Linked DNA regions of Sus scrofa: regions 2 and 3 are each linked to region 1. The links are chromatin contacts, called in public HiChIP or PLAC-seq and promoter capture Hi-C maps. All regions are on one chromosome and are shown on one strand. The core of a region is the stretch at or near the end of the contact, and the rest is flanking DNA. Distances in the headings are between cores, read along the strand shown.

The links. Promoter capture Hi-C pulls out the DNA fragments that hold promoters and counts their contacts. HiChIP or PLAC-seq counts read pairs in DNA pulled down with a chosen protein or histone mark.
Region 2: a promoter capture Hi-C map of fetal liver shows a contact between it and region 1, with 6 times the contacts expected there. The contact joins the enhancer-like site here to the promoter of ENC1 in region 1. A contact is called at or near these places in 3 of 5 promoter capture datasets (fetal liver, fetal skeletal muscle and liver), 8 of 47 Hi-C or Micro-C datasets (embryonic fibroblasts, heart right ventricle, liver and 3 more) and 1 of 2 datasets of contacts at active chromatin or transcription factors (skeletal muscle).
Region 3: a contact with region 1 is called in an H3K27ac HiChIP or PLAC-seq map of skeletal muscle. The contact joins the enhancer-like site here to the promoter of ENC1 in region 1. A contact is called at or near these places in 3 of 5 promoter capture datasets (fetal liver, fetal skeletal muscle and liver), 10 of 47 Hi-C or Micro-C datasets (alveolar macrophages, brain, embryonic fibroblasts and 5 more) and 1 of 2 datasets of contacts at active chromatin or transcription factors (skeletal muscle).

The regions. Positions count from the first base shown.
Region 1 is chr2:83,690,059-83,693,355 of Sscrofa11.1, forward strand. ENC1 (ectoderm-neural cortex protein 1) reads right to left here and starts at 1,754. Exons shown (of 3, transcript XM_003123701.5): 1 at 938-1,754.
Region 2 is chr2:83,235,765-83,239,061 of Sscrofa11.1, forward strand. No RefSeq gene overlaps it. Among named protein-coding and RNA genes, the nearest start is that of TRNAR-UCG, 16 kb to the right of the region's middle. Within about 2 kb of position 1,742, at least 4 of the 83 cell types and tissues checked have an H3K27ac peak or open chromatin away from gene starts, as enhancers often do. A contact at or near this core is called in fetal liver, where this site is marked.
Region 3 is chr2:83,319,355-83,322,651 of Sscrofa11.1, forward strand. All of the region lies in intron 3 of LOC102160872 (a long non-coding RNA gene), which reads left to right. Among named protein-coding and RNA genes, the nearest start is that of TRNAR-UCG, 67 kb to the left of the region's middle. Within about 2 kb of position 1,762, at least 6 of the 83 cell types and tissues checked have an H3K27ac peak or open chromatin away from gene starts, as enhancers often do. A contact at or near this core is called in skeletal muscle, where this site is marked.

The DNA.
Region 1 (3,297 bases), core at 504-3,003:
ATGCCAAGTAAGTGGCCAAAAAAACGCATACATATACTTAACCTGCCTGTACAAAGAAGGAGAAAAGGGCTGCTATTATCCTGAACATCAAAAGGGATTCTAGTTACAGTAACTTCAGTTCACTTAATGCTCCTTAACCAGGCTCTCTGCCTCTGCAATACTTAGTGGCCCATCACATGTCTTGGAGTTTTGAACCTGATCTGAGTGCAATCAAAGGACAAACCGGGCAGATTTTCTCCGGCATTTACGTTATTGCTAACAACGGAAGAACATTATAAAGAGACTATAAACAAGAAAAGCATTTTGTCATACAGTCCTCTATAACACTTGTAATAACACAAGGTGGCCATGCCTGTGAGGGCGACACCAAAATACACACCGATCAAGTTCAATGGTTCATCTCCGCCCTGCCCCCCAATTCCTATTCTTCGAAACTAATCATGTTAACACTACAGGCCAAATATCTGCATGAGAAGAAACATTTTTCAGAAACCAGTTTTCATTCATTTCCTACACATATCTGGCCGCGGTTAACGCTCTCAAGAGGGGTGTCTGTGCGTGGCCCCGATGCTCCCTGTGCGGGTAAGGATGCAACGTGGACCAGCAATTCCGCGCCCCCCTGCAAGCGCTCTTTGCGTGGAGAAGGGATGGATCGTACCCTGGCTCAGCTCTTCGCTCGCCAGCAGCTCCAGCAGCTCGCCCCGGCGGCGCGCCGCCGGAGGAGGCCCCTCCCGCAATGCCCGGCTCTGCTTGCTGCGGGAGGGCAGTGGCAGACACCCGGTCTCCGCCGGGAGAAGATCTCGCCACCGCCGCCTAGGTCGGAGTTTCTCGCTCTGGGGCGCACACACCCCCCTTGCGAGAGCACACTCTCGCAGGCCGGGCAGCCCTTGAAACCCGCGGCGCCCGCAACAGGTACGCGGCGGTAGAGGAAACTTACAGCAGTGGCGACCGGCCACAGCACACAACCAGCTGGGTTCTTGCCTCGGTCACAGGGCGGGGAGGCGAGGAAGCAGCGATCTCAACCCCAGGGAGCAACAGCGACTGCCGGGGCGAAAGGAGTGCGCATGGGGCTCTGGTTCGCGGGCTGGTTACCGCGGGCAGATCGCCGCGGCCTCAAGATCCCCACACCGCGGACTCTGCGCCCGCCACCCGCGGAGCGGCTCTCTGAGTGCTCTCGGGAGGGGAGAGTGGCCCGCGGCTGCAGGCACCGCGGAAGGAGGCGGGCTGTGCACTCGGGGGAGGGAGCTGGAAAGCGCCGTGCGCGCCGCGGCTGCTTGGCGTCTCGACCCGGTCTCAGCAGCGCCACTGCCGAGCCGCCTTCTCTCCAGCTGCCGGAGCAGTCGGCGCCCAGCGGCCCAGAGCCCAGCTATAAGCGGCGCGGAGGGGAGGGAGGGGCGGGGAGAGATCGCGTAGGCAAAGAGTGACACCAGGGGAGGGAGGGATGAAGGGAGGGAGGGAAGCGCGTGAATACTGCCGGCGGAGAAGGAAGAGGAGGAGGAGGAGGTGGAGGAGGAAAAGAAGAGCCGGAGGAGAGCTTGTCGGGGGAGTTAATCGAGAGAGGAAACGGGGGAGGGGGATGCGGCAAGGGGAGAGAGACAAAGCGGACACAGAATCTCAGCCTTGAGCAGCTGCAGCCCTTGGGGACCGAGATTAAAACAAGTTTTCCCAGATCGGAGTGTCTGCGCCTCTGGCCCAGAGGGGTGCTGAGGGACCCAAGACCAGGGAGCGCAGCTCCGCGTTGTGAGGCCCACGCTGCGAGAGCCTGCGAGATGCTCGGGAAAGGGCGCCGAAGGGCGAGCTGGGTGTCCGCGGCACGCGTCCTAAGCGCGCAGAGCCCGCGTAGTGAATGGGACACCTGGAGGGAGGACAGTGGCTGGGTTAGGACACAATTTTGGATACTCTGGGGGACACTGCAGGTTGGACAAAGCCGGCCTGTAGGGTTTCTCTGTGGCTAGGGACCAGGAAGACTCGAGCCCCTGTCGTCTCCCCCCCACTTCCTCCCTCCCTCTCTCCCTACGCCCCCGCGGGTGCGGCTCCCGCCGCTGGACTCTGCCCCAGGCAGCAACAACCCGGCGCTGTCCGGTAGGCTACCACGTGCTTCGCAGCCAATCGTCGCGGCCGCTTGATTCAAAGCGAACTACTCCAAGGAGCGGCCACGCCGCCTTCTCTCCGTAGCGATAAAGCCTCAATCGCCCTCTCAGACAGGGTCCCTTCCTGTGTTTTATCGCTGATTAGTTCAGCAAAGAGATGGTTCAGCATACACGTTTGAAGAGCCGCATGCCACGAGAAAGAAGGCGATTAGAGAACTAATCTCAAACGGCCATCACTATTTATGAAACCCATTTTTGATCTTAGGACCAAGGGCTTGTCTTTCCCCTGGGAGCTGAAATGCTTGTTTTTCTTTTTACTAGGTATTTGGAGTAAAGTATATGAATGAACTGTAGAGATCACCGGTCAAGCCCCCTCGTTTTGCAGGTTAGCAAACTGAGGCCCAGGAAGATGTGACATATCCAGTTGGAGAGCCTCTTGCAGTGGCCCAGCCCTATGGCTAGAGTGGGGATCCACGATGGAATTTTCTCTCCCCACTCCCCCACTTCTCAGCTTTCTTTTAAATATCAGAAGCAGAAATGGTTTAAACAGTCTAAAGAGGCCCGCCTGGCACACCCTGAGTCTGAAGACTGCTGAAACCGAGACTCTGTCGGTCCTTTATTCTCATCCCACTTCAGGATCCCTCCCGAAAAATTGTGCTCCTTGCAAACAAAGAAAGACAGTGCCCTCTGAAGTCCTTTGTTAGCATTAACTCCTCAGCCTCACCACGAGCCTTTACAAATCTGTTTCATATTTTAATTTGTTATGCAGAGTCTCAGCTCAAGACTGCTTCACAAAGCCAGAGAGGCCAGATCAGTTCCCGGTCAGACCCACGCAAGGGTTCTGCCATCTGCGAGGTTGGACAGGGGGAGTCGGCAAGCATGCCCAGTTCTGAAGATACGGATAAAATCAGCAAAAACCAGACAGATAGAAACACCGCCGTAGACACCAGAGATGGGTGCTGAAAAGCCCGGAGGGAAAAACGTGTAGCTATTGCACATGTCTTTTAAAAACATGTTTCTAGAGCCTGTGGCAAGGTTTGGGGGAAGCTGACCAGTGCAGCCTCTTAAGGCACTTCCTCCAGGCTCTTTGTTTGTCTGGGTTGTGGGTCAAAGGTTAGCAGGTTGGTCCTACTAAAGACTTTCATTGGTAGGTGGGGAAGGGGTTGGGACTGGGGGGGGGGGGTCTGTATAAATTAACACGCTTTCT
Region 2 (3,297 bases), core at 492-2,991, 450 kb before region 1:
GGGGGATTAAGCTAGATACACAGGTGACAGACTCACATTGTACTTAACACCAAGTAAGTGCTCCAGACATATTCAAATCTAAAACACAACATGTTGATTTTCTAACAGATCTTGTACATCTTAGGGGAAGGCATAGTCCAGACTCATTGGAACAAGAGCAGGACTCTGTCTTAAAGAAACCCCTGGCCAAAAATCAGGGGACACACCTTCCTCCTTGCCTGACCTCAAATGAACAGTGTCTTAGTAGGTAGCAAATGAAAAGATTCTGAGTTCAAAGAAAGGGATGAGGCAGAAAGGATTTTCAACAAACTCTCTTAGATTGCCTTTCTACTCAAGACATTGTTAGGTAAAACTGCTCAGTCTTCTGCTGGTGAGATAGCTTGTCTTGAATAATTTCAAAGGATAGAGCAGATCTAGAGGATGCTCCCTTCTGAGAAGGTTCTCAGAGAAATAGGTCATTGAAGGTCATGCTGCGTGGACACAACCTCAGAACAGTTTTTCTCTTTGCAAAGAGAAAACCAGCCTCCATTACCAACAATGAGGATGACTGACAGATATGACACCCAGTTACAGCTCATCCCTTCCCATTTGGCACAGAGAGGTGCTTCCCTCTTCTTATGAATAGAAATGTTACGAAGTAGCCAGATGTCGGAATTATCATGAAACTGAGTAAGACATAAAGAATGGGGATTTCTTTCCCTCCTCTTCTACTTTATGTAAGTGACCTAGTGGACATACAATGGTGCTCCTAGTCTTGCGTGCACTTGATGGTGGGTTACCAAGGCAGAGGAAGGACGCGTTGTAATTTTGCAGTTGACCTAGCTGGATTGTCACAGGGTTCTTGTCACAGGACCAGACATATTAATGCTCCACAGTGACTCTGATGTGTGGTCAGGGTTGAAAATGACAGATTAAGGGCTCTTGGATGCTCAGGATGGTCCAGCCCTTCCCAACATGGGTCCTGTCTGCACTTAACCAAGTGCCTTGCTAGTCTCTGTCACATGGACGTTTGGTCCCTTCCAAGAAACTGAGACCTCAGTGGGGCCCAATAGCTTTGTTCCTCTGGGCTCCAGGTGTCTTGTATTTACCCTGGAGCAGAGCTGGAGTCCCCACAGTTATGTAAGCGAGCAGCACTTCCAAACATGACATTAGCTAGAGAATATTTGCTAAGCAAACTCACTGTGTAAATAAGATTAGAGGGAGGCAAGGAGTAGATTTAAATGTTACCATGCCTGAGGACAAACTGTGTTTGAGCATCTTCAAAGCATCCACTAATACTTACGTAATTTAAAATTAGTTGTACATCTGTCCTACTTATTCCACCAGACTGTGCCTTACTGACCTACGTATATTTGTATATGTAGCTGCAACAAAGAAGCCACTGCTTTTCCACTGTTCAATGATCTACCCATTTCATTTGTATCTCAGACATCCTCAGTGTAACCAGCCATATGGATTCAAATGAAATGACATGTTTGCTACTGCCCACATCTTGGAAACCCCAAACTCCCAATTGTTTGTAGGATGCCTTCCATGGTCCCCCCCATGTGTCTATGGAACGTCACGAAGAGTGACTTATATCCATCTGTGAATCAGCTTAGAGGCATTACACTCACAGCCCCAGCTCCCCAGGCTCAGCTTCCAAGAACCCCTGCCACCCACTGCTCTGACCTCCGCTGCCCCTGCCTGGGCCTGTGCTGTTTGCAGCTGTGGTCACCTGCAGACCCTGCCTCCCAGAGCCACATTCCTGCCTTTGACCTGGTCCCCTTCCCAAAGACCTCTGCCTGGCCAAGGTTCAGCTAATTCACCCTGGCCACCACCAGTGCTATCAGTCAGCACAGGACCATGACAGCTTCACAGTCTCCTGTAAAGTAGAAAGGAAAACATTCATTCCTTCTCTGTCTCCTTCTGATGGGCGGTCCCACAGCATGGTTCCTTGGGCTCGGGGTGATTACAAGGTTTATTGCAGCACCTGTCTGTTTATACACCCAGCTCCCATTCTTCAAGGAATGGACAAATGCCCCCAGGGAGAAGGGGTGGGAGGATTTCAGACCCAGAGACATGTTCCAGAAACATCTACTGTCTCTGGAGGGAGAAACAATACACAGCATGCAGAACTTGCTGTTTGGTTTGACTGGCCAAGCCATATTTATCCTTTCATCCCACAGTAAATTCTCCTTTGAGGAATCCACCTTTCTCCTGGTTCCCCACCCATCTCCCACCACTTAGCCCCTCCAAATACGTCCACACACATTTGAATCCCACGAGACTCCATTCAGGCAGCAGCTCACCCCGAATGAGGTTAGTCAGTTGGTGCAAATAGATTTAGAAGGTGTTGGGGATGGGATGGGACCAAGAAAGAAAAAAAAATGGGGCAGCATCTAGCACATTCTGCAATCAAATCCATATTTAGTAATCTCAGATTTTAGCTAGCCAGGACTCTTGTTATTCGTGAATCCATTTTAGTATTTTCTTCAATTAGTCTATTTGGGGAGGTCATGCACTTCAGAAGTCCATCTACTTATAAACTTCTAACCTGGGAGCACTAACAGAAAAACCCAAGAGTGTTGGGATAATAGTTTGAAAACTAAGGCATATATTTTTCACTGAGACCATCATTTTTAAAACGGAAATTGATGAGAAATGACAAGCACTTGCCTGTGAGATTATTTATTTAGTACAAATAATCCCAAAGCCCAGAGAATGAATAATACAATATGTAACATAATAATACAACATATAGCTATGTATTTTTCTAAAGGGTCTTAATTCCAAGTTACTCCGATTTCTTGTCTGTTTATTTAAAAAGCAGTTCCAAGAGAAGTGTGGAAAAATAATTAGTGAGAGACTAGAACATTTTAAGGTGAAGACTTTAAGCACTCCCTTCTTCCATCTACCTCTCCCCCCCACCCCACTGAATGAACACTTTCTAGGATGCTAAAGAATCTAGAGAAAGAGTTACTTGGATCTTGTCTTTGATTCTTTGGTTTTTCCAGCTACCATCTTGCTTTTAAGTTTTTATCTTTGCCTTTGGTTTCAACCATCACGCATACAAAAAAACGATGCTTTGATTTCTCTCTCCATCTGTGGTCTCTGCTGGACCTTGGATATGCGGCTCTCCAGAGCCACACCTAGTCCTTTCTACCTTCATATCAGACACAAGATCTAAAACCAAATGCATCCATTACTTTTTCCCCAAACTAGGTCTGTTTTAGAGACTTGTCCATTTTAGTCCATCATTCTATCTTTGTAATTTCAGTTACTGTGAGGAAACTTTTCAAAGGATGGGGAGGCTTT
Region 3 (3,297 bases), core at 512-3,011, 370 kb before region 1:
GTTCAATGGTGATGTTTTTGCACATGGTTCTACTAGGACATCAGTTGCAAGCTGTTTCTCTCTTCTGCGTGTTGAGTAGGGTATGTCTTTGTCACTTACAGTGCCATTTCTGGGGCCTGCCTCACCCAGCTGGGCTTATGCTCCCCACACTTTGGTGTCTGTGAGGGCTGGCTCTGCTTGAAGCATGGTCACCCAGGCTAGGAGAGTATAAGGGTGAAGGTGATGTATGCCAGGCGGGCTCAATCATTTGGTGTGGGGTCTGAGTCTTGCCTCTGAGATGCACTTTCTCCTGCTGCTGTGAGATCTACATTTACACGTAAGCAATGAAGGCCTCGGATGTGAGAGGAGCCATGGGTAGAGGTCTGGGAACTGCAGCCTTTCTTTCTGAATCACATTCTTGGAAAATAAAACCGTACTGGCTGTTAAGTGCTCAAAGAAGGATTCCCGAGGAAGCACCTAATCGCACTGCTTTTGTCAACCAGACTTAAATCCTTGTGCCTCTGGAGCCGTGGGAATGAGGGGAGAGTGTCCACTGCTCCCTGGCCCCTGAAGAGAAGCAATAGCCCAACTGGGGTAGATGGAGAGGAGGAACTGCATTTCTTATCTGCTTCTATTTTGTTTCTGGGGGTAGTTCCTTCTACTTTAGTTGGATTGAAAATTTCCTGAAGCTAGAGATACTTTTGCCACCCACCCTATCAAGGGCAGTCTGTCTCAGATGGAACCACCCCAGAGAACTGGGTCTAAGGCCTCCTGGCTGCCCTCTGTGTCACAGGGAGAGGGGCCGACCCGCTCACTGGAGCCCTTCAGTTCTCCCAGAGGCCATCAATGGCCTCTGTCCTGACTGCAGGTGGGGTTGGAGGCCAGAATGAGCTAGCAAGGGACACCGGGGGCCCAGCAGCTGCTTCCATCAGCAGGTTCTCCGTCTAGACCATGACTTTAAAGAAGGGGCCCTTCCAGAAACCAGTTGGAGAGACACTCGGGAACAAATCAAAGCTATCTAAGAGTAGGGGTACAGCTTTGAAACCGCCAGCAGCTGCTTTTCTGAAGGAAATAGAATTGGTTTGGCTAAATTGCCAGCCTCCTGTTGGCCATTCTTCACTACCAGTCAGTGACCATAACTTCAGAAGGGAGAGAAGAGTGGTGGAAACGATAGCTCTGGAGAGGGTGTGGGCCTAGAGGGTGGGACCAGGGGTAGAAGGCCACTCTCTCCTGCATTCCTACTTCCTGTAGTCAGAGAGGTTCAGGCTGTACTCTGTCCAGCTGCACGGCTTCAGAGTCTGGCCTGGAAAGATTGCCTTTGTCTAGTTCATATCTTTGTTCGGATCTCAGCTCAGTCCCTAAGTTCTCAAGAAACCTGCCCCAATATCCCTGATTATATTCAGTTTCTCTATTTAGGCTCCCAGAACCCCAGGCACCTGTCCATGAGCGCTCAAACCACAGGGATCATTTCCTTTCCTGTTTACCTCCCTCAATAGGCTGAAGTCCCCGAAGCAGGTCCTGTGTCTGCTCTGCTTACAGTTCTACCCCATCACCTTACACCATGTCCAGCACATGGCAGGTACCCAACACTTTCCAACTTACTGCTTAGGATAAGCTTTCTGTGCACACCTACACTTCATGAAGTCTTTGTCCCTTAAAAATGACTGCAAGCTGGATAGTGCTGGTGCCCATCACCACCCCCCCTCCCAAACATGCCCACACATAACAGGTTGTGAGCACTAACGTCCCTGCTGCGGTTGAGTACGAGTTATAAATAGAGCCACAGCCAATGCCTTGGAACATTGTGCCAGGAAACCAGCCAGCCTTCACCCATTTAACCTTCCACTACTATTCTAAGCCCCAGAGTCAGCCCATAATACGTTTGGGCCACAACGCATTAGAATAGAGACGTAGAGAAGGAATGACCTCTGGGACATGGAAAGAGATATGAAACCACAGGATTGTGCTTTGGGGAGGCCACGTATTAGAATAAATCCTTAAGGATCTAATCTCATCCTTGGAAACACTGTTACCAAACCATCTAGGCCTCTGACAAATGCTGGCTCCACCCCCACTTATTACAGCTGTCCACTGGCCAACAGTTAAGAGCAGCAGGGTTCTGTGCATTGGGTATCATTAGGTTAAAGGCACAGGCAGGCAAACAGATGCACTTGGAGATGGCCACAGTTTTCAGGCAGTGGAACCTCATGGAACGGACTCCACTCAGACCCTCCCAGGAGGGAAAAGGCTACAAAAATGCCATTAGTAGCTCAATGCCATTATGTTGCTGATGGAGTAGGCAGCAGGTCCAGAGAGGATTTGGAGGACTGGAAAAGCAGACTCCAGTCATACAGACCAGAGTATGTACTGGCACCACAAATCACACACTAACTCAGGCAATTAACTTTCTACTTTCTGTTTTCCTCATGCAAAAGAGGAATAAAAGAGCTGCCATGAGAATTTGTGAAGTAATTTGTGTAAAGTAGTTTGCCTAGACCTAGTGCTCAATAAATATTAGATATTAATATTAAGGATGAGGCACAGGTTGGAAAAGAAAGTCTATACATTTCTAAAGACCCAAATTAGCCCTTTTCCAAGTGATTTCCTAACTGAGGTACTGTACTCTTACGTATCTCCTTTTATTAAAACATCTTCCCTAAAATAGGCTCACCACTGCTGCACTCTGGTCCCTGCCTGCTTTCTTTCAGGTTCCCTGGTAAATGAGGTCTGGTTGCATGTTTTCAAAGCTGATTTTTTTTTGCTTTGAAATTACGCGTTTAAAAGAATTATTGGAAGGAACATTTGGGGGTAGTTTGGATACCATGAGTCAGGAGAAATTTGAGTTTACAGGATTATCGTCTTTTTTGTGTTGTTGAAAATTCCAGCAATTCATGAAAAAGTCTCTTTAAAGGTATGTTCAGGTCTGGAGAGACTAAAGCATAGTTTTCTTTAAATGATACGTCTTTTAGGACATTCCTTAAATGATTTGCTTTGTTTGAGGCTCTTTTAAGAAACCACATGTAATTATGTTCAAGTATTCAGAAGGTTAAGCCTCAAACTAGCAAATGCCAAGAAATTCGAAGTTCTGATTGCCACCCCATCCCTAATTCAGCAAGCGGGCCTTTGTTGCTCTCCTAAAGAGTGATGCCTTCAGAAAAGAATGTGAGCTGCAGAGTCCATGGCTTCTGGCTTCTCTCTGTAGCATTCCTTTCCATTATTTGGGCGGGTCTTTTGATATTAATCAATTCTAGTGTTTATAAACAATCTTGTCTAGGGAGAAAAGCATATACAGACTTTAAGGCCATCACTATGTGCTAA